Linked DNA regions of Mus musculus: all the other regions are linked to region 3. A link is a contact called in public HiChIP or PLAC-seq and Micro-C data. All regions are on one chromosome and are shown on one strand. The core of a region is the stretch at or near the end of the contact, and the rest is flanking DNA. Distances in the headings are between cores, read along the strand shown. Region 1 holds the start of 1700003F12Rik (RIKEN cDNA 1700003F12 gene). Region 2 holds the start of E2f1 (E2F transcription factor 1). Region 3 holds the start of Bpifb5 (BPI fold containing family B, member 5). Region 4 holds the start of Efcab8 (EF-hand calcium binding domain 8). Region 5 holds the start of Mapre1 (microtubule-associated protein, RP/EB family, member 1).

What was found. A called contact is a pair of places that touch in the nucleus more often than the background predicts. HiChIP or PLAC-seq counts read pairs in DNA pulled down with a chosen protein or histone mark.
Region 1: a Micro-C map of embryonic stem cells shows a contact between it and region 3, with 1.7 times the contacts expected there. The contact joins the promoter of 1700003F12Rik here to the promoter of Bpifb5 in region 3. A contact is called at or near these places in 7 of 484 Hi-C or Micro-C datasets (the G1E-ER4 cell line, cerebellum, embryonic stem cells and 2 more) and 2 of 115 datasets of contacts at active chromatin or transcription factors (astrocytes and embryonic stem cells).
Region 2: an H3K4me3 HiChIP or PLAC-seq map of bone marrow-derived macrophages shows a contact between it and region 3, with 4 times the contacts expected there. The contact joins the promoter of E2f1 here to the promoter of Bpifb5 in region 3. A contact is called at or near these places in 1 of 39 promoter capture datasets (embryonic stem cells) and 4 of 115 datasets of contacts at active chromatin or transcription factors (bone marrow-derived macrophages and embryonic stem cells).
Region 4: an H3K27ac HiChIP or PLAC-seq map of embryonic stem cells shows a contact between it and region 3, with 3 times the contacts expected there. The contact joins the promoter of Efcab8 here to the promoter of Bpifb5 in region 3. A contact is called at or near these places in 1 of 39 promoter capture datasets (hippocampal neurons) and 1 of 115 datasets of contacts at active chromatin or transcription factors (embryonic stem cells).
Region 5: an H3K4me3 HiChIP or PLAC-seq map of embryonic stem cells shows a contact between it and region 3, with 4 times the contacts expected there. The contact joins the promoter of Mapre1 here to the promoter of Bpifb5 in region 3. A contact is called at or near these places in 3 of 115 datasets of contacts at active chromatin or transcription factors (embryonic stem cells and microglia).

The regions. Positions count from the first base shown.
Region 1 is chr2:154,546,773-154,551,774 of GRCm38.p6, forward strand. It overlaps 1700003F12Rik (RIKEN cDNA 1700003F12 gene), which reads left to right and starts at 2,132. Exons shown (of 3, transcript NM_029305.2): 1 at 2,132-2,295; 2 at 2,564-2,623; 3 at 2,768-3,278. The coding sequence starts at 2,170. The coding sequence ends at 3,175. It overlaps Necab3 (N-terminal EF-hand calcium binding protein 3), which reads right to left. Exons shown (of 13, transcript NM_021546.3): 6 at 653-789; 7 at 265-383; 8 at 29-108.
Region 2 is chr2:154,568,328-154,573,382 of GRCm38.p6, forward strand. E2f1 (E2F transcription factor 1) reads right to left here and starts at 1,565. Exons shown (of 7, transcript NM_007891.5): 1 at 1,162-1,565. The coding sequence starts at 1,407.
Region 3 is chr2:154,222,147-154,227,385 of GRCm38.p6, forward strand. It overlaps Bpifb5 (BPI fold containing family B, member 5), which reads left to right and starts at 1,596. Exons shown (of 15, transcript NM_144890.2): 1 at 1,596-1,747; 2 at 2,792-3,008; 3 at 4,945-5,049. The coding sequence starts at 1,639. It also overlaps a transcript of Cdk5rap1 not described here.
Region 4 is chr2:153,776,929-153,781,788 of GRCm38.p6, forward strand. Efcab8 (EF-hand calcium binding domain 8) reads left to right here and starts at 2,318. Exons shown (of 29, transcript NM_001370916.1): 1 at 2,318-2,497; 2 at 3,003-3,044; 3 at 3,963-4,151; 4 at 4,836-4,860. The coding sequence starts at 3,985.
Region 5 is chr2:153,739,416-153,744,057 of GRCm38.p6, forward strand. It overlaps Mapre1 (microtubule-associated protein, RP/EB family, member 1), which reads left to right and starts at 1,872. Exons shown (of 7, transcript NM_007896.3): 1 at 1,872-2,004.

The DNA.
Region 1 (5,002 bases), core at 882-3,381, 330 kb after region 3:
AACATGCACTGGCCACCCAGCCTCTCACCTTGCACTCAAGCTGGTCTATGAGCTCCTGGAGGCGGTTGACCTGTAGCCGCCACTGCTGCTCAGCCTCTGAACTCCGCCCTGGCAGAGGGACCAGGAGGACATCAGCCAGGACCCCTGAAGGGAGGCCGCTCAGGGTGAACTGGGAACATTGGCAGAGCAAAGCCCTGAGAGAATAGGAGATGCCACGTCTTTCCTGGCCCTGTGCAGCCAGATCCTACCCTGCCATAGGCAAACCTGTATCAGAGGATCCAGGAGACCAGGATGGTGACCAACTGATGCTCCTTAGGGCTCTGCGTCCTGCCCTCCGGCTGCCACAGGGCCTACTCTGCGCTTTGATAGTTTCTTCATCCAACCTGGAAGGAAAGTAGAAGGTTAGTCCAGTGTCCCCAGACCCATAGGGTCAAGGACTGGGATTTCAGCACAGGACCAGACTTAGGTAGGGTAAGACAGGTCTCCTGGGTCTTTGAAGCCCAGCCCCCAAACCACTGACCCCTTCTCTCAGCAGATCATGACCCCAAGAATGTGGCCTCTGGAAGGCTGGATGGAACGGGATACTGAGGAGTTTGGAACTCAGGAACAACAGACACCCACATACCCGCAGCCCAGCAGCACCCTCACATACCGCTGGCCATGGGCCTGCGCCTCCAGGGTGTCTGATGCTCCCTCCAGGGAGGTCTGCAGGGCTTGTAGCTGATTGACAGTCTCCCGCAGCAGAAATCGTGTGACAAACTGGTCCACCTTGGAGGCCTGTTCATACTCCTATGTGCAGGGCAAGATAACAGGGAGCTTACCTTGCTCATGAGAGCAGCAATGGAAGTGGACAGAGCATGCAGGCCAGCACAAGCTAGTTACCACTCACTTCCCATCTTTGTCTCCAGACAGGGTCTTAATTTCTAGCCCAGACTTGCCTTGACTTGGGATCCTCCTGTATATGCCTCCCCAGTGCTAGAATGAATTAAAGATGGGAACCACTCTGCCCAGCTTCTAAGGCCCCTTTTCCCAGTGCAGATGGACTTTGTTCATCCTTGCATATGAGGCTGGTTCACAGGATCATACCCTCCTGGGACACTGGGTTCTCCTGGATCTCAATTCCTCTTCAAAGTTAAGGCTGAGCCGGACGTGGTGGCGCACGCCTTTAATCCCAGCACTCGGGAGGCAGAGGCAGGTGGATTTCTGAGTTCGAGGCCAGCCTGGTCTACAAAGTGAGTTCCAGGACTGCCAGGGCTACACAGAGAAACCCTGTCTCGAAAAGACAAAAAAAAAAAAAAAAAAAAAAAAAAGGCTCATGCTCGCTTCTGCAACAGCTAGTGAGGCCTCTAATAGAGACCTATATATATATATGTAGCTTCCAACAAAATGCAGTAAATGTCTGTTAAATGGATTGTTGAGTGGAATAATGAAAGAACAAGCAAATGTCAGCCAGTACGGGGTCATATCACACATCATTTTGTACCATGTGTAAAACTGGCCTTAATGGGTTTCATTTTTGATGTATGATCTGCCTTGGTTAAACTAAGATGGTAGCTTCTGGACCATGCTTATAACAAATGGGATAGAGTAGTGCCCGAGTCCTGCTCTAAGTCTGTGGGTTCTGTTTCCATGACATCTTTTTGGTAGTTTTCCTTTGGAGGTATAAGATCGATTTTCTACTGTTTGCAACCAAACCTGCTTGGCAGAACCAACTTCCTCATACCAGACTCATCCCAAGAATTGTTTTTAACCATCTTAACAATTTTCAGTAACCATAATTGACTCCATTTTGTATCTGGGGCCTTGAGAGGTTGAATCTGAGCCAAAGTTAAGCAGCTAATTAGTGGCAGGCCAGGATTCAAATCAAAGCCATAGAAGTCCCCCTCTACTCACCCTTAAGCACCTTATAAGTATTGCTTTGTTAAAGCACTAGCCCTGTTTTGCAGCTGGGAAGCTAAGACCAGAAGAGGTCATAGACAGTGGAGCAGTGGCCAGATTCCCCTGGGAGTTACAGGGGAGGAGCAGAGTTTTGGTGTGGTGAGGTCACTTGTGAGCTCACAATACAGTTACCCTGATGGGCGGGGCCAAACTGGGGCCCCTGGTTAGAGGGCAGGGCCGAGGCAGCATGGGCAGTGGCCTCTAGTGACCAGTCCTGTGACCAGTCCTATCATGGGAAACAGCAGTTCCCACAAGAGGACCAAAGCACCCAATCAGGCCAACAAGGACAGGCCACCTGACATGGACAAAGCCCGTCACAAGCAGTTCTTCAGCCATCTCAAGAGGAAGAAGCCAAGTGTGAGTATGGAGAGGCTAGAAGGGACGCTGGGTGCCAGGAGCATGAGGGGTTAGAGACTCTCTAGAGAGAACAGGATCTCTGGAGCCCATATAGGTAGTAGTAGTATAGGGATTCTAGAAGCAATGGCTGGGGGGAGGGGGGGAGGAGGAAGAGTGCTCTCTCAACCAGGGATCAGGTATAGTGTCTCTGGGACCACAGACCTGAAATACCTTTACACCCTCTCTCCAGCCCATGGCCTCGCAACACGCCACTTTCCCTTTCTTTCAGTGGCGAGAGGCTCCTGACCCTGCCCGTGTGGGTGAGAACCCCCGCATCAAGGCTGGGAAAGTATGCAGTGGTCAATGGGTTCCTGTGGGGAGGCAGGGTCTCAGGGTACGGGGCACAGTGGGGCTCCGGAGGTTGGGTCGGGCACGGAAGAAGCCTCAGGCCCCACGAGGGCATGTTCTTCCCTTCACACCCGCCCACCCCCAGACCAAGATCGTGCTGCTTTTCCCGCTGGACAAGCGGCAGCAGCTGGCCGAGGCAGCGGCGGGCCCATTTGTGAGGCCGGTGCGGCCAACTGAGGACCCGCTCGGCGCCCCAACGTGCTTCCCAGCGGTGGCGCCTATGCTACGTGGGGCTGGCGACGGCGTGGACAGGCGCGAAGGCGCGCGCGCTCGGGAGATGAAAAGGATCCTGGTGCTGCTGCTGCAGCTGGACGCACGGCTGCAGGAGGAGGGGCGTCGAGTGGGAGGCAGGCCGGGGGGCGGGGCCAAGGTCCCGCAGTGCTGGCAGCCGCTGTATGCGCACGTGCTGACCCAACGCGATGCCTGTGGTGAAGGCGACCCCCGCGAGGAGCAGCCGCGCAAGCGGCGCCGCTGCCCTCGCCCGCGGCCCTGAGTGCCTGGCACGACCCCTAGCGCCAGGACTCTGCTCAATAAAGAGCACATAGCAAACCCTGTGTCTGCCACTTCTGTGCCTGCTGTCGGTCACCTGGTCAAAACTGAGGCCCCGAGCGAGTAGGAGTTAGAACAGTCACCAACACGACCTGGAGCTAGGGCTGCCTTTTACTTTTCGTAGCACAAAGGTCAGCTCATGCCAAATCCGTAGACTGAAGGTGGACTTGAGCAACGCTAGGAAGAACTTGTTTCAGGCAAAGGTTTGAGGTCTCCAAGAGTCCCCAACGTTCAAAAATCCCTCTTCGGAAGAGGAAGGGTTTCAGGCTTACAAACATCATACCAGGATGTCAGTCATGGTGAAGCTGGAACCTCAGAGTCTGCTTTTGGCACACACTCAAGAAAAGGGGCTTGAACCTCTAGTCTCTCACCCTACAGCCTGTCAGCTCCCAAGCACTCAGGTCCCCCAAACTTTAGGGTCCCTTAATCAAAGCACTTTCCTCCAGAGGTACCAGTTCTATCCTCTACCATTTGTAGCCAAAATCTTCTTCCAAACCACTAATCTGTGTATGGCAAATTAGTTTCCCCTGCTAGTATATAATCCTCAGTCTCTCTGCTGCCCCTCCAAAGGCCAAGGCTACAATTAGTGTATGCACACCCAGCTGCCGATCCCCACTGCCATCAGTGCTCTCCCTCTGCTCCTCCATACTGACATAGCACCAGTGGCCTCTGATGTCACTCTTATTCCCGAGAGAAGCAGCATGCTCTGAACAGAAGCCACTGCTGGCTTTCTTGGATCCCACACCCAGCTCCAGACCAGACCCTAAAGCCACCATTCCTGTGACAATACCAGCACTCAAGAGGATGGGGTAGGAGTAACTTGAATTCAGTACCACAGATTGCTTAAAACAAAAATTGAGCTGGGCGGTGGTGGCTCACGCCTTTAATCCCAGCACTTGGGAGGCAGAGGCAGGCGGATTTCTGAGTTTGAGGCCAGTCTGGTCTACAAAGTCAGTTCCAGGAGAGCCAGGGCTACACAGAGAAACCCTGTCTCGAGAAAAAAAAAAAAGTCTTACACACTGAGAATGTTTCACCTGGGGCTAGAGATGGCAGAATGCCTCAGCTCACTAGAACCATAAGCTATGCAATTAAGGCTGCACTTGTGTTACTATCCACAGGCTGGAATTGTGCTGGAAAATGTGTGAACCATACACAGTATGTGTCTCCCTACTCGAGAGCTAATTGCCCTGTCAAATGTTATCAGCACATGCATGCTTGGCTCAAGCTGGCTCCATCATCTCCCCTACAACTGTAATTGGGAACTTTAAGAGACCTTCCCAGTTATACCTATATGGGCAGATCCTGTTCCTAAGACCTATTTTTGCCCCTATGATCCAGAAAATATCCAGGATCTCTGTAATAAGATCCTTATTTTAGCTTAGGTGCATCTGAGTCTTCTATTTGCAACCAACATGGTCTATCCAGGAGGCAGGGCTCATTGCTGTCTTTAGGAGTTAGAAACACCACGGAAGAGACTTGGACTTGCTTAGGGTTGCTATGTGAGCTTCAAAGCTGAAGGGGTCAGACCAGACCCCATGCGGCTGTCACACAGGGAAAGTACCTGTACATCTGAAGTTTCTCTTTAGAACCGAGAGTTAAAGTGCTGGACATCTAGCCAGAGCACATAAATACTCCAAACAGACAGATCCTTAACATGGGCTCCCAAATGGCTGCTGCCATTAGCCCACGCAAGGGGGTGGAGGAGGGGGTGCCTGCAAGGCTGAGGTCATAATGAGCCCAATCTAAGTTCCTTCCCACCTCTACATCCAGG
Region 2 (5,055 bases), core at 315-2,814, 350 kb after region 3:
AGTGTACGGCTGCCCACAAGGTTAAGTGAGTAAAGTGCTTAGCACAGAGCCTGGCACACAAAACATCCTCAAAACAATGGTGGTTGCTATTGTTATTATTATTAGCATCTTGGTGATTCCGGAAGGAAGGCAGCACTGGGCGCTGTGCCAAGGGGAGTAAGGGGCCTACTCTAAGATGCCTCAGGGACCAGCTGCCACCCACACCCCCATCAGGAGTTGAACAGCTTCTTCTCTGATACTGGGCCTTGCCCTCGCCCCTCCTGTCCACTCCACCCCTACAATGAAGATAGTGGCCCACTCACGGAGCTGGCCCCTGCTTAGATCCAAGTTCCACTCTCCTCGTACCCAGCTGCCTTTTCTAGGCCCCCTGCCTAAAGTGGTCTTGAGCTACTTGCTTAGAATCAGGAAGAGACTTTTATCCAGGGATCTCCCTCCCACGTCTTCTCTCTCCAGGAACTGGAGGCCCCTTCTCAGGGGCCCAGCCCACCCAGTCTTCCAGAGGCTCAGAGGTCTGTCCGCCTGATTAATAAAGTTCCATGGCAACCAGGAGCTGGAAGGGTGGCAGATGGAAGAACAGGCAAAGGAAGGGTTGCAGCAGCTGGCCCAGCACCCCGCCCCTGCAGAGAAGGCCTCCCAATCAAGAGGCCTATCCCCAGAGGCCTGGAAGGCCAGGCCTGCACCTGGCAGAGCTACTAAGGAGGATCTCCCGAAGATGTCTCTAACAGTCACCCTCTCTCACCTCCAACAAGCAACTGTGCGCACTCCCTAGCCATAGGTTCTGCAGCAAGCCAGCAGACATCAGTTCAAATATCAGCCCCACCATCTGCAGCTGCGTGAAGCACTTCCCCATCTCTGGGCCTCAGTTCCTCCCTCTGGCAGATGGGCACGTGACAACACCCAGCTCACACCAGAATTGGGAATTTGGTGCCAAAGCCTGAGCGTGCACTAAGCAAGCACCAGCTGGATACACGTGAGACACAATCATTAATGGTTCCGACGCTCCGGTGAAGACGCCGAGGCCCGGAGCGAGGCTCAGCAAACAGACAGGCAAGGCAGTCAGTCAATGCGCGCCCCGGGGCGGAGCCCCGAGGCCCAGCCCAGGCTCCGCGCCGCCCAGCGCAGCAGCCCGTCCCCTCCCCCGCCCGCGCCTAGGGTCCGTACCGGCGGGCGGCCGAGAGCCGGGCGCGGTGCACTAGGCGCGGGTCGGGGCGCCTGCGGCGTGGCGAAGAGCAGCACGTCAGAATCGCGAGGGCCAGTGGGCGGCGCGGCGGGGAGCTGCGGGGCGCCGACATCGGGCGCGGTGGAGATGATGACGATCTGCGAGGAGTCGAGCAGCCGCAACGCGCCCGCCCCGAGCAGGGCCTCCAGCGCTGGCGCGTGCTGGCCGCCCGCGGGGGCTACGGCCATGGCGCTCACGGCCCGCGTGGCCCGGGAGGCAGGCGGCGGCGGCGGCGCGGGCCCATGACTGGCAGGCCGCGGCGAGGGCTCGATCCCGCTCCGCCCCGGCCGCCGCTGCCTGCAAAGTCCGGGCCACTTTTACGCGCCAAATCCTTTTTGCCGCGAAAGAGCCACGCGCCGCCGAACGCCTCCTCCATTGGCCGGGGCGGCTGTGACGACGGAGGCTCCGATGGCGAGCATTGGTTGCGGCGTGCGGGGCAGGAGACGGAGGGTGGGACCAGGGGCGGGGTGGCCAATCCCGGGGCGGGGCGCGCGCAGGCTTTGTCCGGGCGGTGCCGGGCGCCTTCTCCCCTCTGCCTCTCGCCGTGCCCTGCAGGAGGCGTGGGCAATGGGCCCCGCCCCTTCACCGCCCACTCGATGGGTGGCGGGTCTGGCGAAGCGAACAAACTTCGTACTCGGTTCTGCACGTCCCGCAGTCTCCACATGACCCCCTAAACTCTCAACCTGTGGTCTCCACCCCCTCAGTTTACAGCCCAGAGACTGCCTCTTCAGGCTCACCTCCAAAGCTCGCTTCAGCCACATCTCCGGTCTTAAGATCCATTTATTCCATTAGTTCACATCATGCTTTCTTCCCTATCCTGTCACCCAGAAGCCAAGCCCAAGAGGGGAGCCAGGAAATGAGTAAGGGATGTGTGGCTTTGATCTCAGTGTCTTTTTACTGAAATTTCTTTCGTAGCCAGAGCCCAGTTAGCGTTCATTCATTTGGTCACTCCACAATGGCGCCTGCCTTTAATCCCAGCACTTGGGAGGCAGAGGCAGGCGGATCTTCCCAGTTCAGGTCATCCAGAACTACACAGTGAGACCCTGATCTCAAAAAAAAAAAAACGCCTGAGAGCGTTCACTGTCCCATCCTCAGTCCAGACCTTGACTCATGACTTAGTGAAAAGGAAAAAAAGGAAACACAGAAGCAGCAGATGTTTGCAATGTGAAGAGATTGGTCCATTAAAGTATCTCCTCTCATAGGGAGGTGCAGGGGCGAGGAGGGTGCGTATGGTGGTGCCTTTAATCCAGAGGTCCTCCATCAGCATTTCTGATTGCTGGGGTCAGCCCGTCTGATCAGCATTGTGGTCCTCTCTACTAGGCATCTTGCCAATACTGGGAATAGAAACATGAAAGGTTTAACAAGACCCACAAACTTCCTGTCCTTGGGGGTGGGGGAGATGACCACAAGAAGAGAGTAAGTAGCTGACAATATTCAAGTCCCCAGGTCCAGTGTAAGCTACAGGGAGCTCTCAAGCCGGGTTACTTTCTCCATGCTTCATGCTACTTAATCTTGGCCCCAACTCTGACCACATTACTCTGAGCTGGCTTAGCAGGGGCTGCTTCTCAGGCCCTTTCTGGGTATGAGAGAATTGGAGGCTGAGGGCAGAGGTGAGCAAGGACGCAATAAGGGGGCTGTGATGTTCCAGGGCCCAGAAACACCAAGGCACGGGTTAACTTTGAACCACCCCGGTTTGGCCAATTTAGAATCAATCCCCAGCCAGGCCGCCCTCTCCCCTTCTTGTTTTTTTTTTGGTTTGTTTTGATTGGGAGGGGTGGGTTTTTAGTTTGTGTTTAGAGACAGGGTCTCATCTGGCTCTGGTTGCCCTGGAACATCATTAAATCTGCCTGCTCCAGCCTCCAGTGCTGGAGTTGAATGGGTGGGGCCACAATGTCTGGTTTGCTCCGCCCCCCCCCCTTTTTCTTTAAAGCGATAGTATCTTGCTATGTAGTAGCTCAAACTGAATCAATGTTACCTTCCTGCATCCGCCTCCTGAGTGCTAGGGTTACATGTTTGGGCCACTACTTGACCTCCAGTTTAGAATCTTTTTGTCAAGACTGGAAGAGCTTAAGTCCCAGGATGGCCTGGACTATGTATAATACAGCAAGAATAAAAAAATAAATAAACATTTAAACAAAGGAACACAAGGAACACTTATGCCCATCCCAGATAATGTGTTGATCTTTGAAAACAAATTGGTATACCTTTTCAATAAAAATGTGGAGTAGAGCCAAATATTACAATTGCTACAGCTGGGTATGGGGTAACACCTGTAACCCCAGCAGGTAGATACAGGAAGACAGGAGAGTGCTCGGTCATCCTTGGCTATATAGGCAGCCAAGATCCTATAACATGAGATCCTGTTATAAAACAAGCAAGTTGCAGCTCCCAAGGATGCTTTTCAGTTCAGTTTTGTGTAAAAATAAATAAATCAATAAAAAAAGGCACCTAGATCTCGCCTCGGCCGTCTCCAGTTCTCATGAGGATGAAAGCAGAGGGACTAGAAGGTATTCTGCAGACTCTGGTGGTTTGGGAAGCAGCAGGAGTGTTTTTTCTTCCCCTACTCACGAACAGTTTGTGAAATTACTCATTGCAAATCCTGGAATGTGTCAGAACAGGGAAGGACCACAGAGAGCACGTGAGCCTCTCGCTGTACAGATGGGAAAATGAGGCCCATTCAAGGCTGGTGCCTGCAAATTCAGTGACAGGATGTGGCCCACACTAGATCCCCCGACCTCGGTCTGCCTGTGCCCATGAGTGTACTGCCCACTCTTTACAGCACAGTAGAGAAGCTGAAAGCTAACCTTCAGCATAACCAGGCCTGACACTGGCACTGACTGAGGATAGAGAGGTTGGCACATTCTCATACCAGATGTAGAGTTTTCTGTCTCCTGACTTTCCTAAGGGACCCATTAACAACGACGTTCACTTTTGTAAAGCCTTCTGCTACTCAATAGTCATTCAACAAACACTTACTGAGCATCTGTTATCTATCAAGGATCAAGATGGTTGCTGGAAGGGGGAACATAATGCTTTCCCGTTTTATGATGACTAAACTGAGTTTTCCTCGTAGGTTAAGAATTGGAGAGGCCAAGGCCAGGGGCTTTGCAAAGCCTTACCCTTCCAAAATATTCAACCTCACATCCTATAAATGCTTACAGTCACAGGCACTCAGGGGGTCAGGGTGGGAAGATCTTTCCAATCTAGAGATTCAAGGGCACTTGAGCCACACAGGGAGAATTAGTAAAATCCATTATAAAGAGTGAGCGGAGCTTAAGCCAGGTGAGGTGGTGCACGCCTTTCATTTCAGCACTCAGGAGGCAGAGTCAGGTGGATTATCTGTGGATTCAGGACCAGCCTGCTCTACACAGAGAATTCCAGACCAGTCAGAGTTACATAATAAGACCCTTTCTTAAAAAAAAAAAAAAGAAAGAAAGAAAGAAAGAAAGAAAGAAAGAAAAATCAAGTATATATTTAAGTGACAGAGGTATCCTTTCCCACCAGCGCCCCAGGTCCTCAGCAGCAGAGAGGAGTGTGGGGTGAAGACTAGAATTCCCTGCAAAAAATGAGCTTTTGGATCTGTTAATAAATAGTGGACATCTGCAAAGGACTGGAGAGTGGATGGCCTGGCCCAGAGCCTGGAAGATGCTGATTAGGCTCTTCTCAGTGTCAGCCGATCTCCTGAGGCTGACTGGCATCCAAACACTAATCCACCATCACTGGGCAGCCACTTCAATTGATGCTCTTCTTCTGACCTTATAATTCCAGAATGAAGTTTATTTATCTGCAGAATGCAGGAGGGAAATCGGCTCAGAGAGGGTCCCTCACAGCTCAAG
Region 3 (5,239 bases), core at 346-2,845:
CGTGGTTCACAGAATCTCATGTAGGCACACACACACATACATACATACATACATACACATAAATTTTTTTAAAAATCTTAAAATATAGAACCCAGTCTTCTCTAACATATTCCATCAAATCTGTGAACTTTCGCTGACAGTTTGTCCTGCTGGCTGAAGGAAGCGCTTCAGAACAAGCCATGGTCAGCCTCGTGCTTCCTGTGTGCTTCCTACGTCTCTGCTGTCTCCTGGAACTCTGTCTTCCACCAGTTCTCAAGCCTGAGCATCCAGGTGAAAACTGGAACTCCTGAGGGAAGGATGGGAAAGGAAGGGGAGAGATGATGTAATGATATTATAATCTCAAAAGAAAAAAAAAAGTTTAAAACAAAAAAGAAAAGGAAATTGGCGCTAACACCTGCCCTGCTTGCACCCTGAGTTGAAAGGAGAAAATTCTGTTGAAAATCCCACGACAACTGGGGACAGCTGTTGGTGGCTGCACCACCCGATAATGAAGGAGCCATGCTCACATAGTCAGGGGCATGCAGGAGCAAGGGGTGCTGGGTTCCCACAAGACAGGGACTCCATAAAGGTAGGTGGCAGGCTGCTCTGTCATGGAACTGCTGTGGCAGAACCAGCCAATCTCTGGGTCCTTTCTGGGCCCCAGCATCAAACCCCAGCTTCCTCTGGCATCCTCTGGCATCCTCTGATATGCTACCCAGCCCTGATGGAGGTGCTTACTCCTTTGTGTCTCGGCTCCCTTATGTATAGAACGCGCATGATCATAACGGCTTACTAAGCCTTCCTGTGCACCAGGCCTGTGCTTACTACTCCACAGTTGCTGCCCCGCTGACCTTCACCATCTCCCCAAAACCACGGTAGGTTTATCGTATTCCCAGTGAGGCTTAGAAGGAAACGAACTCGGCTTGTTCTCCATTCCTCAGCTCTTTTAGGACCTGTCTGCAACTTTGGTGACCACATCTGAGTAGAAATGATTTAAGAGCCTAGGTGACATACACAGGAAGGACATGGGAACAGCAGGAACAAGGTGGACATTACCAGCTTCATCAGGCGCCTCACCAGCTCACACATGCACACACACACACACACACACACACACACACACACACACACACACACACACCCTTACCACCTTGGGATCTATGCCAGTCACATCTTTAGCAGCCTCTGTACTCCACACAAGAGGTGGAGATATGCCAAAGGAAAAGGGCCCAAGCCCAGCCCACTTCCTCCTTGGGGTCCAATTGCCACATTCTGAGCTTGTTTTCCTCCCACCCCTGCCTCAGTAACAGGCTCTATCCGTTTTGGCCAAAAGCCCCTGGCTGCAAAGTGCCAAGAGAAGTGAAATCTCCCGCTGAAGAATTGAGCATGCCAAGCTCTGGCCTGGGGCCTTGGCTTCCCACCATGTGCCCACCCTTCACTTCAGAGCTTGGTGTATACGAGTAGTCCTTTAAGAAAGCTGGTGTCACAGGCCTGAGAGAGCTGGATCCATAAGGGAGTCAGGCCCCGCCCCGCGCAGGAATGTCAGAACATCAAAGGATGGGGGCGGGGCACAGAGTGGGGTCACGGGGCTGCGGGCCCCTCGAGAGGACTTAAGCTCTCACTCCCCTGGCCAGCCGGGGCGCAGGCTCTGAAGCAGGGATGCTGCTGCTGTGGGCACTGCTGTTATGCTGGGGGGTGCTGCCCCAAGCCCGAGGGGCAACCCACACTCATCTCTTCCTGCGGATCAACAATAGCCAGCTGGAAACAGGTGAATCTCAAGGAATGAGCTTGAAGAAGCATGACTTTGGAGAAGGCAGAGCAGTGGACAAGAGCTCTGGGCTTCTTCCCCTCTGGTGTCCATTTACCAGCTGCCCACAGCTGCCCTTGCCCCTCCTCTGCTCTCACACTTGCTTTGCCTCCCTCTTGCCATGAGCAGTCCTCACCCTGTCATTCAAACCCTCCAGTGTCTCCCTTGCCTCCTCTGCCCACCACGTAGAGGTCACTAGAGGTCACGCTGCCTCTTTGGCTGGTGTGGGCCCATCCCCCTTTCTCTCCTTCTCAATGTAGAATGCTCTGACTGGGCTTGGCAGACAAAGTCCTTACCACCTCTCCTGCAGAAACATCCTCTGATCTCCCTGTAGCAGTCAGGTCTCTCCTGGCTCCCACTGCCCTCTGGTAAAACCTCTTCAATGGCCTTATCCAGACATACACCTGCTAACCTGTCTGCCTGCCTGCTGTTCTCCCTGCTGCTTGTCTGCGGGGCGCTTCTTGTCACAGCTTGGGGATCTGTGACCTTGGAGGCATTTGCATGGGCTGCTGCTCTCCCTAGACTTAGGTCTAGCTGAGTTCTTTCTCCTTCTTGGGGTGTCTGCCCTAAGCCTCCTCCTTACAGCAGACCCTCATGTCCAAAGCAGGCCCTCCACACCCCAGTCACACTTAGAGTCTAAGTGTTTCTCTGTAACACTTCTAAAACTTACTTTACTGACTGGTATGAGTTCTAGTTTGTCTTTCTCCCTGACTGCCATGTCAACTCCAGAGCAGCAGCAGGAGCCACGCTGTTCCTTAAGCCCAGCAGACTGACCTATGGGCTGAGCTAGGTGGCAAGGCAAGGCTGAGCCAGGACAATGACTTAAGCACAGGAGTTTGAAACCAGCCTGGGCGATACATTGCGATCTGAGCTCTGGTCTCCTCATAAGAACTTGTTGCTGAATGGCTGTCTTATCTTCTAGCTGGGTTCAGGTGCCAGTGGCTATTTGCTGAATGGCTGAATGGACCCTGAGGAGTTTTTTTTTTTTTTTTTTTTTGTCCCCAGACATCTCAAATCTATTATCAGAGAACCAGGTCCTGGAGGGTATGATCAGGATGGCTGTGACTGGATCCCCAAGTGAGGGTGTGTCTGTCATGGACTCCCTGCCCTTCGTCAGAGAGGAGCTCGTTGACAAGAAGAGTGGGCTGGATCTGTCATTGGTGGGGGACCTGCTCTCTGGGAAGACTATGCCTGAGCTGAAGAAACTGCTGACGACAGCCGGGTGAGTGGCCATGCGGTAGCCTGGGCCTCTCTTCTCCCTCAGGCCTTTCCCTGTCAAGCAGAGGAGAGGTGGGCAGGCAACCTGGGGTCCACAGCATCTCCTCAGCCTTGAATGCACGAAGCAGGTCCTCCTACTGTGTGGCTACCTTTCCAGACCTCTCCAAATCCCTCTAGGAAGGAAGCAGGGGCTTCCCCTCTGTGGTTCCTCAGTCAGTCCTATGCTTTATAAATTTGAATAATGTTTCCAAAATAGCTTCTGTTAACCGCCGGCCTTTGGATGACATGAATATATCTCAAGATTCAAGTTTCCCAATTGTGTGGTCTTGTCAGCACAGCCACACTAAAGTGTCCAGAGCCAGTGGCCTCCCTGTAGAATGGAGGCCAAGACAGGGGTCTTCAGCTGCTTCCTGGAAGCAGGGCTCAGCCTTTGCGCCTAGCATTCACTAACAATCTCTGATGCTGGTACCAGGTGCCTATTGACACCTCATGGGGCATCCTTGGGTCCAAAGTCCCTTTCTCTAAGAACACAGCCATGTTGGCTTATAGTCTAGCCTGCTCTAGTATGACTTCTAATCATGGCCCTTACTAATCATGCTGGCAGCCAGTGTCTTTCTAAATAAGGTCACGTCCTGCAGTACTAGAGGCCAGGACTTCACCTTGAACTTGGACGCAGGAACATCTGGCCACACCTGTCCTGACCTCCCACCCAACAAATGTTAGTGTCAGGTCTACAGCCCCTTAGCTGGTCCCCAGATGCCTGCCATGCTATCTGCTCAGCCCTGAAAGCCCTGAGTTGAAGCCTCCTAGTAGAGCAAGAAGCCACCTAGATGAACGGTACTAATTTTGGTTGGAGACGGGTTTCTCTTAAGGTGACCTGCACAGCCATAGGCTCAGCTGTGAATGCATGAGTCCCTCCCCAACATGACCCATAAGACCTAAGACTCCAAGCTCCGAAATGGATTTTCTGGTGGGAGTAAAATGGAGAAGTCAGGGAACTATAGTGTGGGGACACGGCCCAGGGAGGCTTGGGAGGTAGCACAGGCAAATGCCACCCCAGCTATGCCACATGTTGGTACTGTCCACAATTCCCCTACCCCAGCTGGGTAATCATGCCATGGCTATAAGCCCACCCTATTCCAGGACATGGCTTGGGAGGAAGAAAGGACAACACCGCATGAACTGATCCTAAAAATATCCTCCAGGCTGGGCAGGAGGGTCAGAAGTTCAGTGCTCAGCTACATAGGAAGTTCGAGACTAGCCCAGACATACGAGACCCTGTTTTGAAGCAAACAGGGAAAGAACTCCTTCCAGAAGGTTCCGTGCTGGTGGCCAGGTTCCCCTCTGTGACAGAACATGTTGCTGCCAGCCTTGGTGGCTCCAGAGGAATCCGTAGCTGACACTAGTGTCCACAGTGCAAACCTGACCCCTCCAAGCCAAGGGAGGAGAGGCACCTGAGGCCTTAGCAGGGAAGGGAGAACAATGTTTAAGGATGCTCAGCAGAGCCTATGGGGTCCTTCCTGGAAACTACAGGGGCTGATTCTTGCTGAGATGTGTTCTTACCTGCTGGCTTTTCCTTTGAAAAGCTCAGACTCTTATCCGTGAGACCTGGGAATCAACCCTAGGTCCCATGTACATTGCCAAAACTTCTCCCACTGAACTACAGCCTCGGCCCAGGGTCAGGTACTTGGATTCAGCAGGTTTCATGTGTACAAACTTAAGCTACAGTCCCTGGCTTGTTAGAGGCCGACCCAGAGAAGGGTAAGGGCTGCCCAGATCCTCAAGGCTTAGAGACTGGAAGCAGAATTCTGTGGTCTTGGAAGGCCACTGTGTAAGGACACGCTGCCCAAAGCTCTCTCCACTCCTCCTGGCATCAGCGCCCATTCTAAGTACTCCAGATATACACAGAGCCAGACATATCACCCCCATGCCTCCCATAGGTTGGTCATAGAAGATGCCAAGGGACCAGAAGTCACCCTGCAAATTCTAAGTGACAGCCTGCTGCAGATCACACTGCGCTGCAAGCTGTACCTCTCATTCCTAGAGTAAGTACACACAGCACTTCCTCCCCACATGCTGCCAGCAGGCAAGACTAACAAAAGCCATGTGTCACCACGAGGATCACAAGTGCATTCTACATGGGCAGGTTTCAGCAGGGAAGCTGGGGTTTGGAATGGGGATGAAGCCTGCCCTGGGTCATTCAGTGAGTCTACAGTGATGGCTCTCTCACTGGCA
Region 4 (4,860 bases), core at 1,068-3,567, 440 kb before region 3:
AGTCTGGGTTTGTGTTTTTTCCTCATGGCGTGATTTATACATGGCTTTATTATCGCATCACGACATGCCATCTACTTCTGTCATTATTGATGGATGCTATTTATTTTTGAGACATTATCTCATGTATGTGTGATGGCATCAGATGTAACCAAAGGTCATGAGGCCATGAGAGGCACTGAGCCATAACTCCAGCCATCAATAAATGAAAGAGAGAGAGAAAAAATTGAGGCTGGGTCCCTCTGTTGTAGCCCTGGCTGTCCTGGGACTCTGTAGACCAGGCTGACCTTGAACTTACAGAGATCAGCCTGCCTCCGCTTCCTGACTGCTAGAATTAAAGGCATGCAAAACCATGCCCAACAATTCAAAACAAAACAAAGTGAAAAATGTGAAGGCACTGAAGTCATTTGAAGTTTGAAGAATAAGTATACATATACATTCTGACTTCATACAAGTCACATGTGGACTTTTTTTTTTTTTTTTTAGAAGTTTTGTTTCTTGGCGGCAGTCTCCAATCTCTGTTAACCTTTGACACCTGGGAATCCAGATTGACTTCCTAACATAGGAGTATGCCCCTGTCCCCAAAAGGGGCCCAAACTTCAGAATCTCCATTTCGACAAGGTCCGCTTGTCTGGGGGGAAAACCCTACTCTACTCAGAATCTGTAGAATATTCTGTTACATTTAGGCAAAAAGGGCCTGCCCTGGGCCCAGAACTTTAGGGCAATCCTTCCTACCTTGTCTTCTCTGGCTGTGTCCTACTTAACTAATGGAAGATTCCAGAGGCTAAGGAGATGTGGCCACCCAGAGTCAACCCCCTATTCCGTTCTCTGAGCACTAAGACTCAGTACTACTGCCCAAGGCAAAGGGGCATTTTTAAATCTTAATGATTGCTATGACCTTTTTTTTTTTTTTTCAATTAAAAATTAGATTGTGGGTGTGGTGGTACACATACGTAGTTCCAACACTTGGGAGGTGTTGGGAGCCGCCCCCACATTCGCCGTTACAAGATGGCGCTGACATCCTGTGTTCTAAGTGGTAAACAAATAATCTGCGCATGTGCCAAGGGTATCTTATGACTACTTGTGCTCTGCCTTCCCCGTGACGTCAACTCGGCCGATGGGCTGCAGCCAATCAGGGAGTGACACGTCCGAGGCGAAGGAGAATGCTCCTTAAGAGGGACGGGGTTTCGTTTTCTCTCTCTCTTGCTCTTGCTTCTCTCTCTTGCTTCTTGCTCTCTTGCTTCTTGCTCTCTTGCTTCTTGCTCTCTTGCTTCCTGCACCCTGGCTCCTGAAGATGTAAGAAATAAAGCTTTGCCGCAGAAGATTCTGGTCTGTGGTGTTCTTCCTGGCCGGTCGTGAGAACGCGTCTAATAACAGGGAGGTGGAAGGGAAGAGTATCAAGTCATACATGGCCATCCTTGGCTATTTATATAGGAAGTTCAAATCACCTGGGCTCCATGAGACCTTGTATTAAAAAACAAAACCATGGCTGGAGAGTTAAGAGCACCGACTACTCTTCTAGAGATCCCGAGTTCAATTCCCAGGACCACATTGGTGCTCACAGCCGTCTATATAATGGGATCCGATGCTCTCTTCTGGTGTGTTTGAAGAGAGCGACAGTGTACTCATACAAACAATAAATAAAATTTAAAAAACAAAACTAAAGCCTAGATCTAATGGGTCCACTCCTGTTACTGGCAGCTCCTAGAAAGGCCCTGCATTTGCTTTTAGCCTTTGGTAGGCAGAACCAGGACACTCCTTATCCTTGATCACCAACTCAAGGGATCACCAGTGTGCACTGTGTGGCTCCACAGAGCAGGAAGATGAGCGAGTGGAAGTAGAAATCAAAGCCCAGCCAGCTTTGGACCTCCAAACAGGAAAAGGTTGGAAATGAGAAGCAGGCCTTGGGTGAGTCTGGCAACCGTGCTGCTTAGGCGTGAGACGAAGCCCAGCAAAGTGCCAACACTAAAGAGATCTCTGTCCAACCAAAAGGGGGTTAAAAACTAGGGCCTGGCCAAGACCTGGAAATCCACTTCAGCTCCAGGGAGAAGACAAAGGGAAAAATTCCAAAACTAGAGGTGTTAGTAGAAACCAAATCGCTGTAGTCCTAGGCGAAGGAGCAGGAGAAACCCCGCCTTCCCTCGCTCCCCTATCCCGGGTGCTACCCCTGCTAGCCGCCTGCCTCTGGCCCCGCCTACCATAGCCTCGCCCCTCCCACCTACTCTCGCCAACCAGTTGCCGCTTCGGCCACGTGGAGAGTAGTTTTCCTCCAGCCGCAATTTCAGCGCCTGTCCTACCCACGCGCACATTTGTCTTTCCCAGACGAGGTTAACGTCTCATCTCGCACAGCTGTGCCTTCTGAGCCCTTCCCCTGGAGACATTGTTCTCTGTGCCCCCCTTTGCTTCTGCTCTGTTATCCTTCCTTGATTCTCGTAGAGGAGCTTGGGAGTGCGCTCCCTGTTCCTAAAAGGACTCCAAACCGTATTTCCGTTCTTCCAAGGTCTGAACTGGCATCTGCAGCAGGCTGGAAAGGGCAGATAGTGCTTAGACCTCAGGATGTCCCCGGCCAAACTGTCACCAGCTGGAGCTATCAGCCACTTCCGCCCTACCTTACCTAGTGCCTTAAACTAGGACGGGCAAGTCCTTTGGGGGTACAGGAAGAAGGACAGATTGGGGCCTACCTATCTTCCCTTCACTCGGGATTTGGAACCTAGTGCAGTGACAGATGTTGGCGAATATTACCCACCATCCAGTTTAGGTCCGGTTTCCTGCGACAGCTGCCTAAGGCATGCTGGGGCACTCCGCCACACCCCCCCCCCCCAACTTCCGTACTGCTGGGTTATTTCCCTTCATCCTGTGGTATTCTCATAGCTAGGAGCTAGCCCTATCCCATCTCCTTCTCTTCCCCACCTTCTTCCCCACTTCCCCAGATTTGTATTCCTTTTTTTTTTTTTTTTTCATTCTCTTACAAACTACTTCCGGACACTTGTTTGTTTTTCCTTCAGAGTTCACAACCATCTGGTTCTGTCTGCATTCCCTTCCTCAAGGTACTCTGTGGGGAAGGAGGACCCCAGTTCAATGGGTTGCATTACGGGCCACCTTGGTTTAAGGGAAGGTAGGACCCTCCCCCCTTTTCACTGCCATAGAGTGAGCTGGAGGGTAGATGTTGATGAACAAGGGTGCAAGGGCCACCTTCTTCCTTTGTTCTGTTTTGAAGAGGTAGTTGGTTGTCCCAGCCTGAAAAAAAAAATCTTTCTTTTTTCTTTCCTTCTCCCCCTTCTGTGTGTTAGAGGAATGCATATTTGACAGGTGCCCCCACTTCTACACCTGCCCAGATAACTGCCATTAACCTTATGGCATATTTCCCCAGGTCTTTTTATTTTTTAAAATTTATTTGACATGTGTGAGTGTCTTTGTTTTGTTTGTTTTTTCGAGACAGGGTTTCTCTGTGTAGCCCTGGCTGTCCTGGAACTCACTTTGTAGATCAGGCTGGCCTCGAACTCAGAAATCCACCAGCCTCTGCCTCCCAAATACTGGGATTAAGGGCATGCGCCACCACCACCCAGCTATGTGTGAGTGTTTTATCGGCATGTATGTCTATGTATTGTGGGTGTAGTGCCTAAGGAGGTCAGAGGAGAACATCAGATCCTCTAGAACAGTAGTTACAGTCGGTTGTGGGTTGCCATCTTGGCTGCTAGGAATTGAGTGCAGCTCCTCTGCGGGAGTTTTTAACTGCTGAGCCATCTCTCCAGCCCTGCCAGGTCCCTTTCAAGGCCAATACAATTCATATAGTTAACAGAAATGTACTTTAGATACACTTTTGCATTAGGTTTCTGCCGTTTTCCGTGGCTCTTTTTCCAGTACCACATCCTGTCTCTTGTGTTTCCTTTTTCTATTCTTTAAATGTATCTATACCCTAAGCTTATGAGTCCTCAGATTTCTAGAGATTTGCGTTTTATTTCTAGATGAGTCGTCACAGCTTGCTTCATGCCCTCGTCCCTCCATGCTCCTCTTTCTGGAGAAGTTTCTGCCTTTTCTCTTAGTTGTCCTTACTTTCGATGTCAAGACAGCACGGGGGAAGACCTGGGCCGGTTCCCCTCCCCACTGCCCTTTCTCATGTGCCTACTGCTCTTCTTCCCATTTAGAGCCAGATGGTAAGGATCTTGTATTATGTTTTTCTTCTCACTCTTTTCTCTTCATTTCCCTCTCTCCCTGATGCCTCCTAGGAACCCTGTGGTCCAGGGTCCACACGGCTTACGTGTCAGTCCCGTGGGTATGACATTCTCTTCTCCTTCCCTGCTGTCTGTTTTGTTCTCTGAGAATGCCTCCCAACTCTCATCAGATCTGGGGACCCTGCGGGTCTGGTGCCCCAATATCTTGACTTCTCATTAGAAACATGGCTCTCTCCATGAGTTCTTATCTCATCTCACTGGAGAAGGTCCTGCCCCCAAGGGCCCTGGAGGGGGTTGGGAGGGTGTATGCAGTGGAGGGTTGTGCCTCCACTTTAGATGTGTGTCTACCTCTGGATCTGCTTCTCTCGGTAGTGAATGGCTTTTGGGACCTCCACATGGCTTGAGAAGTCCCTGGATTCTACAAATTCTGGATTTAAGCTAGTAATCTTCATGGCTTCAGTGGGCCAGTTTCTTTCCATCAATTCAGGAAGGCTCCACTGTAAACTTATGGAAAATGTCTGTGGGAAAGGGGGCACTCATGAAATACTAGGAGTAGCTGTGGACAAGGGGCAACCATCATCTCCTTTGACCATTTCCAACTTTCTGTGGCTTGGCTAGGTCAGGTCTGTGGACTTGTGTTAAAGCAACTGTGATTATCCATTTTAGGCCAAGACTAATGTCTTCTGAGAAG
Region 5 (4,642 bases), core at 622-3,121, 480 kb before region 3:
GTTTCCTCTGCTGTGAAGTGCTGCAGTTCATCTTTTCTTCCTATATACAAGCACTGAGACACAGTCTGGAGCTAGAACAGGAAATTGCCTCCATGCAAAAGCAGAAGATAAAGGCATTAAAAAGTAAGGAAACATTTGCAGTGCTAAGAATAAACCAGATGACATTGCAGGTGCTCTTACATGGTGACTTAGTTTTTCATTAAGGTGCTGTGCTGGGCAGTTTTATAACACCTTGACACACGCTAATGTCATTTGAGAGGAGGGAATCTCAATTAAGAAAATGCCTCCCTAAGATGAGCCCTTAGGCAAGCTGGTAAAGTGTTTTCTTAGTCATTGATGGGGGAATCTCATCAGCCCACTGTGGGTTAGGACACCTCTGTGCTGGTGTGGTCTAGGGTTGTGTACTGGCTAGTTTTGTGTCAACTTGACACAGCTGGAGTTATCATAGAGAAAGGAGCATCAGTTGGGGAAAGGCCTCCAGGAGATCCAGCCGCAAGTCATTTTCTCAATTAGTGATCAAGTGGGGAGGGCCCCTTGTGGGTGGGACCATCTCTGGGCTGGTATTCTTGGGTTCTATAAGAGAGCAGGCTGAGCAAGCCAGGGGAACTAAGCCAGTAAAGAACATCCTTCCATGTCCTCTGCATCAGCTCCTGCTTCCTGACCTGTTTGAGTTCCAGTCTTGACTTCCTTTGGTGATGAACAGCAATGTGGGAGAGTAAGCTGAATAAATCCTTTCCTCCCCAAGTGCTTCTTGGTCATGATGTTTGTGCAGGAATAGAAACCCTGACTAAGACAGGTTGTATAAGAAAGCAGGCTGAGCAAGCCATGAGGAGTAAGCTAGTAACCGACATCCCTCCATGGCTTCTGCATCCACTCCTGGCTCTAGGTTCCTGCCCTGTTTTCCTTCAGTGATGAACAGAGATAATATGGAAGAGTAAGCTAAATAAGCACTCTCCTCTCCAAGTTGCTTTGGTCATGTTTCATTACAGGAATTGTAACACTAACTAAAACAGGCGCCAAATCTTTTTTTTTTTTTTTAAATTTAAAGGCAAACAATAACTGTGTAGCTCTCTGGCTGGCCTTGATCTCAGAGATTCTCTTGTCTCTACCTACTGAGTCCTGGGATTAAACGTTCATACCACCACAGTTATTTGTGGGCATATTTGCGTGTGTGTAGGCATGCGAGTGGCACTGCCCATGTGTGTTAGTCAGAGGACAACTTGCAGGACTCGCGTCTCACCTTCTATCAGTGGGTCCTGGGGTTTGAACTCATGTTGTCAGGTTTGGGGGCATGCACCTGCTAAAGCATTTCGATGGCCATTTTTTCTTTGTTGAGACCAGATCTCGCTGTGTAGCTCTGGCTAGCTTGCTACTGTAGACCAGGCTGGCCTTGAATTTACAGTGATTCTCTTTCCTGTCCAAGTGTACACGAGTGGCCTAGCACTCCCAGTTTTTTCTTTCTGAGACAGGGTCTCGTGTACCTCAGGCTGAACTCCCAGAGAGAGGGTCTGGGATGATGACAAAACGATTTGCTGGCAAGATAGGTGTGTTCCACCACAGCTGCCATCTGTGGTGTTGGGGACTGAAACCAGGGATTCATGTATGCTAGGCGAGCTAACCTTCCTCCCGAGCCTATTCATTAATCCATCTTGGTCAAACGAATTTTCTTCTGGGCTACAGCAAACCAGAATGTGCAACTGGACTCCGCCTCCTCAGAGGACTCACACGTCATTGGTCGCAACTGACCACGTGCCCAACAGGCTTGCTCCCCGCCCCCGGGCATGCCAGCTGTCGATCAAGCATTCGGCCCCGCCTCCGGCTCGCAGGCCAGTCCGTCTCTATAAAAGGCCGGGCGGGAGATGACGAGCCCCTGCGTCGGCGCGTCACGGCGGGGTGCGTGTGAGGTCATCGCGCGCGGGCGGGCGGGGTCCGACGGTTTGAACGAGACGAAGACGGAACCGGAGCCGGGCGCGCGGACGGCGGACGCGGGTCCTGAGAAAGCCGGTGAGGCGGCTGGCGGGCCCGGGCGGCGGCAGCAGTCGGGAATTCACGGGAGGCGGCTCCTCGTGAGCAGTGCGGAGCCGCGCGGGCAGTGGGGGGGAAGGGCGGGGCCGCGATCCGGTGCGCGGCCTGGGCCGGGGGCGCGCGCTCCGTTGTCCCGGGGGCGGGGCGTGGGCCGGAAGTGGGGGCTGCCTAGTGGTGACCGGCGAAGTCCTGACTTTGCGGCTGGGCCTGGAGGGTGTGTGCCCACGGGCGCGCGCGCGCGCGCGCGAGGGGCGCGGTGGGGACCCTGGGTGTAGGAGGCGTCGTTGCATAATGGGTGGGAGTTGGTCCGCGGAGTTGGCCGCAGAGTGCGACCTTAGGCAGGCGCTTCAGCCTCCCCGTGCCTCAGTTTCCTCCTCCGTAAAATGGAGACAGTAGAATTAAGCACAGAAAGGTTTCAGCTCGGTGCCTGGCAGAAGTCAGGCGGTCCGCGGGTGGTGGTTGAGTGCCTAGTAAATGCTAGGCCCCGGTCTCATCAGGGAGTAGACAGGCAAAGACATGCTTTCTAGGAGTCTGCTTTGTGGGTAGAGAGCCAGGAAGCAAGAAAATGAATACATGGCCAAGATAATTTCTGTAATTACTGTAAAAGGGCGATACCAGTACTGCAGGGTATAGCCTGACCTCTGCATCTTGGCGATGAGGATCCGGTGGCCCATTGAGGGAAGTTCAGCTAGGCCTGATGTCTGCCGGTGATGGGATGTCTTGACTAGCATTAATCAAGATAGCTCTTTAATGGGCACTTGTGTATAAGGCATTGTGTTAAGAGCTTGATGTAGCATTGTGTCATTTAATAGTCACATTGCCTTGAAAAGATGCTATCTTTATTCTCTTTCTTTCCCCTCTGTTGTGTTTTGCTCATTTTATTTTCTCTGTGGGGCTGAGAGGTGACTGCAGTTCCCCCACTGTGCTGAGCTGCTCATCATTCTTTTACAGAGGCGAGTCTGAGACTTTGGGTAGGGAAAGGACTTGCCTTACGTTGTCCAGCAAGTAACTCAACTCCAGAGTCATATCCTGTGTGCTACTCCTCCTTCTCCATCTAGAAACTGTTTCATACTTTTGTGGTGTCAAAGTGCCAGGACATAGAAGCTTGGGAGGCGGTGTGCTTTTCTGATACTTACCACAGCTCTGTGAGGAAGGTAGGGTCTTATTCATTTTACAGGTAAGCCATTTCTGAGGAAAGGAGACATGTTTCATACAGGGTCACATAGCTCTTTTTAGTGCCACCTCCCTCTTGCCTTTCCATAGGACTCTGGATGGTACTTGGAGAGGAATAGGGTGTACTTTATCCTACACTGAATTGAAGTGGGTAGGGAGCCAAGTGTGGTGAACATGCCTGTAGTCCTTACACTTGGGAGGTAGATGCAGGAGGATCAAAAATTGAAGGTCATCTAGCTATTGAGCTAGGTCATGAGATAGTGTGTGAAAAGGCTGACTAGAACTAGTTAGGGAGACTCCTGGGAGAGTCACTGAAGGGAGAGAAATACTTGAGTAGACGGAAAGGGGATTTTTCTTGTGGTTGTACCTTGCTTAGCTCAGAGAGCCCTGAAAAGGTGGGGTATGTGTTGAACTCAAGGGTATTGCACTGAGGCTAAGCAGTGGACATTTTTGTTAGTTGTTCTGAGACAGGACCTTATCTTGTACCCTAGGTTGGCCTAGAATGCTCTGTGTCCCACACTTGTCCTGAATTTGGAGTGGTGTCTCTGCCTCAGCTTTTTGAGTGCTATCTAGGTTTATGGGCATGGGCCTTCACTTCTGGCTCAAACATTCTTACCAGAAAGTGAGAAAGAGCTTTGCTGGAGAGGTAGGCTCTGTTTTGACTGCCTGGAAGAGTCAATTAATTGGTTGAGTGAGTGGATGTTTATTGCACATCCACAGGGTGCCTAATCCCATGTATTTAGTGGCCACAGAGCTCGTGGAGCACATGGGACCTGGTATTAATGTACTGCTAATGAAAGAGTTTGAAATTACATGGTGGTGAAGGGCCATTAACCTTTTCTGAGCTGGGGTGTGGTCAGGAGACACATGTGGCTTTACCAGCTGCTTTTATTTTATGATAGCATGAGACACACAATACCCAATGTGTACATATAGACCCAAGCTAGATGGTAAGTGCTCAGTCTGAAATCACATCACTCAGTCTGGATGGCTCTTATTGGTACTTAATAGCATTCTGCACAGAGTATGCATTTTATGTGTTCATCCAGGGTTTTTTAAACAGGAGAGAGATACCTCATGTGATTTGTGATTCAGAAAATTCTTTCTGGCTGCTGTGTAGGAACAGATTGAGATAGACTAATTTGAGTGAGGGCTTGTAGGGGATCTTGAGAGGTGTTGGCAGCAGATATCAGGCACAGTTTTTAGCACTGAAGATAGCATAAAAGAGAGGCAGTCTCTGCCCTGACCTCGTTTGTAACTATGCTTAGGTTTGATATGATGCCAGCTCTGTTTCCTTCCTTACTTCATACAGCTCTCTGTGAGATCCTTTTCAGATGGTTGTGTTTAGAGCTGAGCCACACTGAGTTCAGTAACTTGCCTAAAATCACAGCTAATGGAATGGATTCATGTTCAAGTCCAGGTCCTCCAGTTTTGTCCTGGCCTA